Linked DNA regions of Zea mays: region 2 is linked to region 1. Evidence: chromatin contacts called from public Hi-C data. All regions are on one chromosome and are shown on one strand. The core of a region is the stretch at or near the end of the contact, and the rest is flanking DNA. Distances in the headings are between cores, read along the strand shown.

The links. A called contact is a pair of places that touch in the nucleus more often than the background predicts.
Region 2: a Hi-C map of leaf shows a contact between it and region 1, with 3 times the contacts expected there. The contact joins the promoter of LOC100194340 here to the enhancer-like site in region 1. A contact is called at or near these places in 4 of 25 Hi-C or Micro-C datasets (ear, leaf and tassel).

Annotation. Positions count from the first base shown.
Region 1 is chr2:35,200,154-35,203,989 of Zm-B73-REFERENCE-NAM-5.0, forward strand. It overlaps the pseudogene LOC109944153. Among protein-coding and RNA genes, the nearest start is that of LOC100194340, 60 kb to the right of the region's middle. Within about 2 kb of position 2,243, at least 16 of the 20 cell types and tissues checked have an H3K27ac peak or open chromatin away from gene starts, as enhancers often do. A contact at or near this core is called in ear, leaf and tassel, where this site is marked.
Region 2 is chr2:35,260,259-35,264,094 of Zm-B73-REFERENCE-NAM-5.0, forward strand. It overlaps LOC100194340, which reads left to right and starts at 2,010. Exons shown (of 6, transcript NM_001139376.2): 1 at 2,010-2,238.

The DNA.
Region 1 (3,836 bases), core at 993-3,492:
ACTTTGAGCAGGACATGCCCCGGGCCGGGCCACTTGCACGACGGCGCCCCCCTGAACCGCCGGGTGGAGATTGCAAATTGTATCATCTGTTTGTTTTTATTTAATTTGCCTCCTATGTGCCCCCACTGTACCTATATGCATGCAAGAGCTCCATATAACTAGTTGACTGTTTGCTGTCTTTGTCTCATCTTCTTTTTCTGCATCTCTGTGACTCAATTTTTTTATTGTTGTCTATAAGAATTATTTTGTATTGTTATACACGGTAGACTATACTGTTCGTATAGTGAAGTCTGCATATAGATATGTGTATGGGTAAGCCGCTCGAAGGTAACAAACCAACAGTGGATCAACTGGACGCTAAATGCACTACCAGAATCGCGTTCTTTGCCGAGTGTCTAAGACACTCGGCAAAAACTATTTTACACTCGGCAAAGGCTTTGCCGAGTGTAACACTCGGCAAAGAACACTCGGCAAAGATTTCATCGGCAAAGGGTTCTTTGCCGAGTGCTTTTTTTCAGACACTCGGCAAAGACTTTGCCGAGTGTCAAAAAGCGAGTGGCAAAGAAAAACACTCGGCAAATTAAGAATCGAAAAAATTTAAAAAAACAGCAAAACATTTTTTAAATTCTAGGAACAACTCTCCAACCCTACCCTATTACCTTACCTGTTGCCCTATCATTTTTCACTATTATTTTGAATCAAACTTATATGTTTTGTAAATGGTGAGATTCGAACTCGCAACCTCTCTCTCGCGCATACCCTCCTATACCACTACACTACTACACCAATTATGTATATATTACGTTTCCATTCCCCATGTACTATAACAAATCGAGAGTAATTTGATTATTTAAGGCACTAAATGAGTTCATTTGAAAATGTGACCAACTATAAAGTTGCATAACTTTTTGAGATCTAAAAGTTTTATTTTAATAGTTTCTACATCCGAGACCGTTTATAAAATTTGAATCTTACATTTAAAAACTTCACACGAAATTTTCAATGATAAGATGATTTCAAATTAAAAAATTGTCAACTACAAAGTTTCATTACATTTCAAGACCTACAACTTTTATTTTGGTGGTTTTTCCATCCGAGACAGTTTGAAAAATTCAAATTTCAAAATTCAAACATAGTTTTGCGTAACAAGATGATTTCAAACTAAAACATTGTCAACTACAAAGTTTCATAACTCTTCAATACCTACAACTTTCATGTTGGTGGTTTTTCCTTTCGAAGTCGTTTTCAAAATTTCAAATTTTAAATTTTTTAAATTCAGACGTAGTTTTCGTTGACAATATGACTTGAAATGAAAAAGTTGTCAACTATAAACTTCTATAGCTTCTCAACATCTACAAAGTTTATTTTGGTTGTTTGGTAATTTGTTTATCTCAGATGATGGTTCTAACAATATGCACAAATTCTATACGTCTCTCTCGTAGTTTCATAAACTACGAGAGAGATATATGTTTTATGAACAAATTTATTTTTATTTTGTCATATGAAGAAATGTTCAATATATAAATTGTACATCATGATGAGTTATACAAATTTGTAGTTGAAATTTTTTTCATTTGAATTAATTTACTACTTTAAAATGTGATTTTTAAATTGTCTTTGCCTAGTGTTGGAGAAAAAACACTCGGCAAAGAGCTCTTTGCCGAGTGTTGTATTTGTGACACTCGGCAAAGAGTTTTTTGCCGAGTGTCAAAAAAAGACACTCGGCAAAAAAACTCTTTGCCGAGTGTCAAAAATAAAACACTCGGCAAAGAGCTTCTTCGCCGAGTGTTTTCTTTTACCGAGGGTTTTTTGCGTGGCACTCGGCAAAGAGCTCTTTGCCGAGTGTCCGAAATAAAACACTCGGCAAAGAATTTGACACTTGGTAAAGAGCCAAATTCCGATAGTGATGTCAGAAAAGCCGATATGTACGTTGTAATTATAAGCCTAGACAAGCACTTGTCTAGGTTGGTAACTAAAACAGCGTTCTCTCGGAACTGGTCTAGCTCTAGCTGAAATGGTCATGGAAATGCAAACCCGGAACTGGTCTAGCTGAAGAGAGCGCAAAATGGGGGTGATTAAAAAGATGAGGCGCCGCCGCTGCAGATAAAAATCTCTTTCATCTCGCGACTGCGACTGCGAGTCGCGAACTGCGAGTCGCGAGAGGCGGTGGAAGCGCGTGGACCCCGTCCGTCCGCCTGTGATCGTGTCGTGTGTACTCGTGCATGGCGCGGCGCGCGCTCTGAATGATGAGCTGGAGGCAAAGCCGCCGTCACCGTCGCCGTGGACCGGGACAGGCGGGACAGCGACAACCGGGGCCGTGCCCGCGCGCATTGGGTGCCTGAAATCCCTTCCTGCCTACAGCAGCAGCGAGCCGAGCGCGAGCCCGGTCGGGCTCGGGCGAGCTCTTGGCTCTGTCAACGAGTGCAGTGCAGCCGGTGGTCATGACGGAATGCGAGGGAGGGAGAAGTCACGATTGGGGTCCCTGTTGAATCATGTGAGGTGAACGAGAGCCGCCGAGAGAGACGGGATGGCATGGAATCTGCGGTGCAGGAACAGGGAGCTACTCAAAGACCTGAGTGGGTAACTGTCGATCGGGGACGGCCGTCGATATTGATTCCGCCCAGAAAAAAAAAAGCGAAAGATCGATCGACACGCGTACTATCATTGCATGCATTGCATGCGACGGTTCCCGTCAAGACAAGCGGCTGGCTCGTAGGAGGACTAGAGTACGTAACACGGTTACATTAACGTACTGATGCGTCTAGAACTTCTCGTACTCGAACGGGAAAGAAAAGGCGGATGACCCAATTGTCTGAAGGACTCATGCATGGGCGCCAAACAGAAAGAAGCTTCGGCTTACGTACGTAAACATCGTCGTCATATCATATAGGAGTACCGAAAAACAAGTGCCGTGAGAGAGTGAAACTACATTGCTAACCCGTACTGCTAGCACACACAGATGACGACCTACCTCAGCAAGCATTACTGCTTTCAGAGAGTTAAGATTCCGATCCCCTCTAAGAGCAACTCCAACAGAGCACGCTAAAACACCCCAAAAAAGATTTATTAGCAAAACAGCTCTTTTCAGCGCTCCAACAGTCCATCTATTCCCCCCCCCCACCCAAACCCGAATAACCAGCGCTCGTCCCCGCATATTTCCGCGTCACGACTCCGTCCCCAATCTTGCGCGCGCGCGAAATCTACTATTCCCGTGCCAAAATTTGCTGAAGCAAGTTCGCGTTCGTGCTGGAAGGAGCTGCTCCATGGCGGGATCTGGCTTGAGCGGCGGAGGCAGTACCGGAGGGGGAGGATTGGGCAGCAGTGGAGGAGGCGGACGCGGTCGCGGTCGCGGCTGTGGAGGAGACGGACGCGGTCGCGGCTGTGGAGGAGCAGGGCGATTCGGTGGTGCAGGAGGAGCCGAACATGGTGGAGGAGGCGGACTCGATGTTGGGGCAGGAGGCGGACACGACGGTGGAGGTGGTGGAGGCGGACGCGGCGGCGACTACTGGCAGTGTGGATCAACGTCTGCTCGATCTGCGACTCCTACTGTTCCGGCAAACTCCATTGGCGGTGGGTTCCCCCAAATGCATGTCACCTGCGGAGAAGAAATCGACCTCGACGGTGGACATACCGTGCCAGGCACATTCCATGGTGGACCTTTCCGGCCAGCTGTGCCTGCACATGCGAGAGTCGTCGCAGATCCGTTAGCGTCGACCATGTTCAGCTGCAGGGACGAGTTGCCTTCATCCTTCAACCGAGGGGAAGGTATGAACTGAAGCTTGTCTCGTTGATAGTGGTCAGACCGTCAGACACAAGTTTGATGTAGTCTGAAATGT
Region 2 (3,836 bases), core at 760-3,259, 60 kb after region 1:
CTCCAATTTGTGGAGATTCCTCGCGAGTGGGATAAAGATAAGCAAGGCAAAACACCGTGGTATTCAAGTGGGTCTTTGGACCGCTTGAGAGGGGTTGATTGCAACCCTCGTCCGTTGGGACGCCACAACGTGGAGTAGGCAAGTTTTGTACTTGGCCGAACCACGGGATAAATCACCGTGTCTCCTCTGTGTTGAATTCTCTGTGATTGTTGTATTGTGCAAGATGTCCTCTTTAGCCACTTGGCAATTATTGTGCTAACCCTTAACAAGTTTTTTTTGTGGCTATAAGTTAAGTTATTACAGGATCACCTATTCACCCCCCCTCTAGGTGCTCTCATCATCTTCTGAGGTAATGGAGATCAACCGTCGGACAAATGTTCCATATGTAATATGGGACAACAAACCCTGAATTGATATTCTAGGGTCGTTTATGTCGCAACTAATCTCCTCACAAGCTCGAGCCAAAAGCTGGTCAAAAGATGGTCTTTCAACGAACAACATGGTCACGATCTTCATACCATCAAAAGTAACACTCCCATAAGCATCTATCTCCACCCTTCCTCCATGGTATAGTGTTACTAGGCTGTCCATCTATTGCAAAAATGGATTACTAACTCAATAATGGCTATATACTTAAGCCTACTAACTTACTAAGTAATAAATATATATTAACTAATAACTATACAGTAAATATTAAATGAACACATCAAACGAAATTACATAATCTATAAATAATGTACGAAAACTATGTATACCTGAGAACGCGTACGAGTCCAGCTAACGGTGGAGAAGGTCAAGTCGGACGAACACCTACGTAAAAAAAACCAATTGTCAGTAAAAAATTTGGCAGCACCTCCCCTGTAAAGTGATGTTTATAGAACCTGCGAATAAACGACAACACGATGGTTGCCAACACAGAAAACATGTAATATCAATGCGCTAAACAAAATGGTAACTATATAATCACTAAGAATTTACTAAACACTATCAATATACTACGCAACAAACTAGCTAACTATTTTAATAAACACTAACAACGAAATATCTAACTATTTACTAAACAATAAATAAGTGGATACCTAACTAATTACTACTAGTTTACAAACTAAGAAATTAAAAAAATACTGGTCGGCAGTGGGGGCGGGAGCTACCGGGGCCGGAGCGGGCGGTGGCCGATCGTTGGCCGGACTCCGGGCGGCGGGGACTGGTCGGCAGTGGACTGCGGGCGAGCTCGGGGCGGCAGTGGACTGCGTGGGGCGGGCGGCGGCGAGCCGGGCCGGAGCTGGAGCGGGGCGGGCGGCCGGCGGCAGGGACTCGGGGCGGGCGGGCGGCGGCAGTGACTCCGGGCGAGCTCGGGCGGAGCTCGAGCGGGGATCGCGGCGGCGAGCTGGAGCTGGGCCGGGCGGGCGGGCGGCGGCGAGCCGGAGCTGGGGCAGGCGGCGGCGATTTGTGGACGGCGGCGGCGATTTCGTAAACGGCGGCGGCGTGATTTGGAATGAGCAGAGAAGAGAAGAAACGCGCAGAGAGAAGGCAGTTTGCGGGTTTTTCCTAGCTCGGCGCCAAGATCTGTAGCGCCGAGCTAGGTGCCACGCAGGACTGCCACGTCACGAAGCTCGGCGCCATAGGCTATGGCGCCGAGCTGTGTTACCTCGGCGCCACAGCCTGTGGCGCCGAGCTTCGGGTCCAAACGTGCAAATAAAATTTCTGGGGGTCCAAACGTAAATTTTTGACTCGAAAGGGGCTAAAAAACAAAAAATTCGGGCACTGCCGCGGCGAGTTTAGCGCGGTGGAGACGAATAGGAGGGCGTGAGCGGTGGCAGCGAGATTAGCGGGGGTGGGGAGGGTGGAGCCATGATGAGGGTGTGGACGCCCTCCTTACCCTCTTAAGAAATAGTAGAGATATAAACGGACGGTCAGGGCCGGACCTCTTCCCTGATCCCACCATCGTCCATCCTTAAAACCCTGCTTGCCTAAAGCCTCGTCTCTTCCTTCAATTCTTCCCCAACGCAGGCTCTTCCCCCGCACAGCAGCATCTTTCTTCTCCTCTTCGCGGCGCGTCCTCCGGGTTAAGGAAAAAAAAGCGGGGAAAAGGGAGAAGAATCGCACGTCCCGCCGCCGCCCGCTCTGCTAGTGCTAGCTGCTGCTGGTTTGGTCGTTTCCCGGCCGCCGCGCCGGTGACGCAGATCGACAGCTCCTGCCCATCTCAGAGTCCATCGCCGCTGATCCTGCCTGTGCCTGGTAAGACCTTACCCGTTTCACTTTTTTTCTTCTTCTTCTTTTCCTTGGACTGGTATTGGCGTATTATATTGCTGCTATGCCTATGCATGCATGCTCGATCGTGTTCTTGCGTCGTCCTTTCCGCACAGCTGGCTCCCCCGGGGGAGGGGGTGGCTACCGGTATGGGCCTACGTCGGCGGCGACCGGTTTTAATAATTAGACGTGCGATTACTGCTAATTAACGCAACTTATTCTCGCCTCCCGATAATCAATGGATGTGCTGCTAACGACGTCGCGAGGAGGGTAGGATCGACGAGCGTATTCAAGGCGGCCTCCCACTTTGGTTTAAAGGCTGCTACTGCGGAAAAAAATTTGGTGCAGCTCTGCTGCAAATCATATTGTTTACAGCCCCTCACAAAAAGGCAGATAGACTCCACCTGCAGGTCCACCAGATAACGTTGTAGTTATGTTATTGCTACTGCAGGTGGGATCTATCATCATTTTTTGTGAGGAGCTGTAAACCAGACTGTTTGCAGTAGTGCTGCACCAAATTTTTTTCCGCTGCTGGCACGCGTGATCGGCAAAATATATAATAACGTACGGTGTCTCTTGTCTGATGATCGGAACTGCAAAACAACCTAGCTAGTGCTACAGCTACTACTAGACAAATTCGTCAGTCAATCATGAACGGTTTCCCTGCTGCTAGCGCCACAGTGCGCAGTCAATACAATAGGCCTGCCTGCTCTCTCTCTCTCTCAATCAGAATGAATGACGCCCAAATGGAAGAACGCTAGTGCAGTTGCAGCAGCACCGCCGTCGCTAGCTAGAGCCTGCCTGACGTCCAACAGCTGGCGCCTGCCTGTCGTACGTACGTCTTCCGCATGTCGCTAGCTACAACTGATCATTTACGAGCCGAAATACGTGACGGCGCCATCATATCAGCCCCTGTAATCAAGGAGCGAGATGATGTAGACCCGTACGATTAATTTCGCGCTGCAAACGGCGGTAGCTTTTCGTTCATGCTCAGACATGATTATGCTTTACGATAGCTCTGAAACCCGTCAGCTCCTAATGTCCTACAGGCATGTAACGCTGACGCTGGTGGATAAGGATTACCACGTACCTTAGTTTATTTGCTCTGACCAGTGATATGTCCTCTAGCTTGCTGCGATTGTTTTTTAAGCACACAACAGCTGGAAACGAAGACAAGATCTCCGAACTGGACCGCAAGCTGTCAGCTTGGAACTCCCTTGTCTTTTCCAGCGCCAGCCAACCATTTTTCTTTATGCTACCAAAGAGAAACCTTCAGATAAGGTCCAAATGGCAGCACTGTATTTTGAAACCAAACAAAGTCTCCAATTAAAAGATGAGCAGTGTACATCATATATATATATATATATATATATATATATATATATATATATATATATATATATATATATATATATATATATATATATATATATATATATATATATATATATATATATATATATAACTGCAGACAAGGTCGCTGGCCTTCACTGGAGTGAGGGGAGAGAGGGGGCCAGCGGTAGCTAGCAGGACAGTTCTGATGCGCAGAATCTCCTAGTGCGGCTGCCACCTTCCCTGCACGGCTG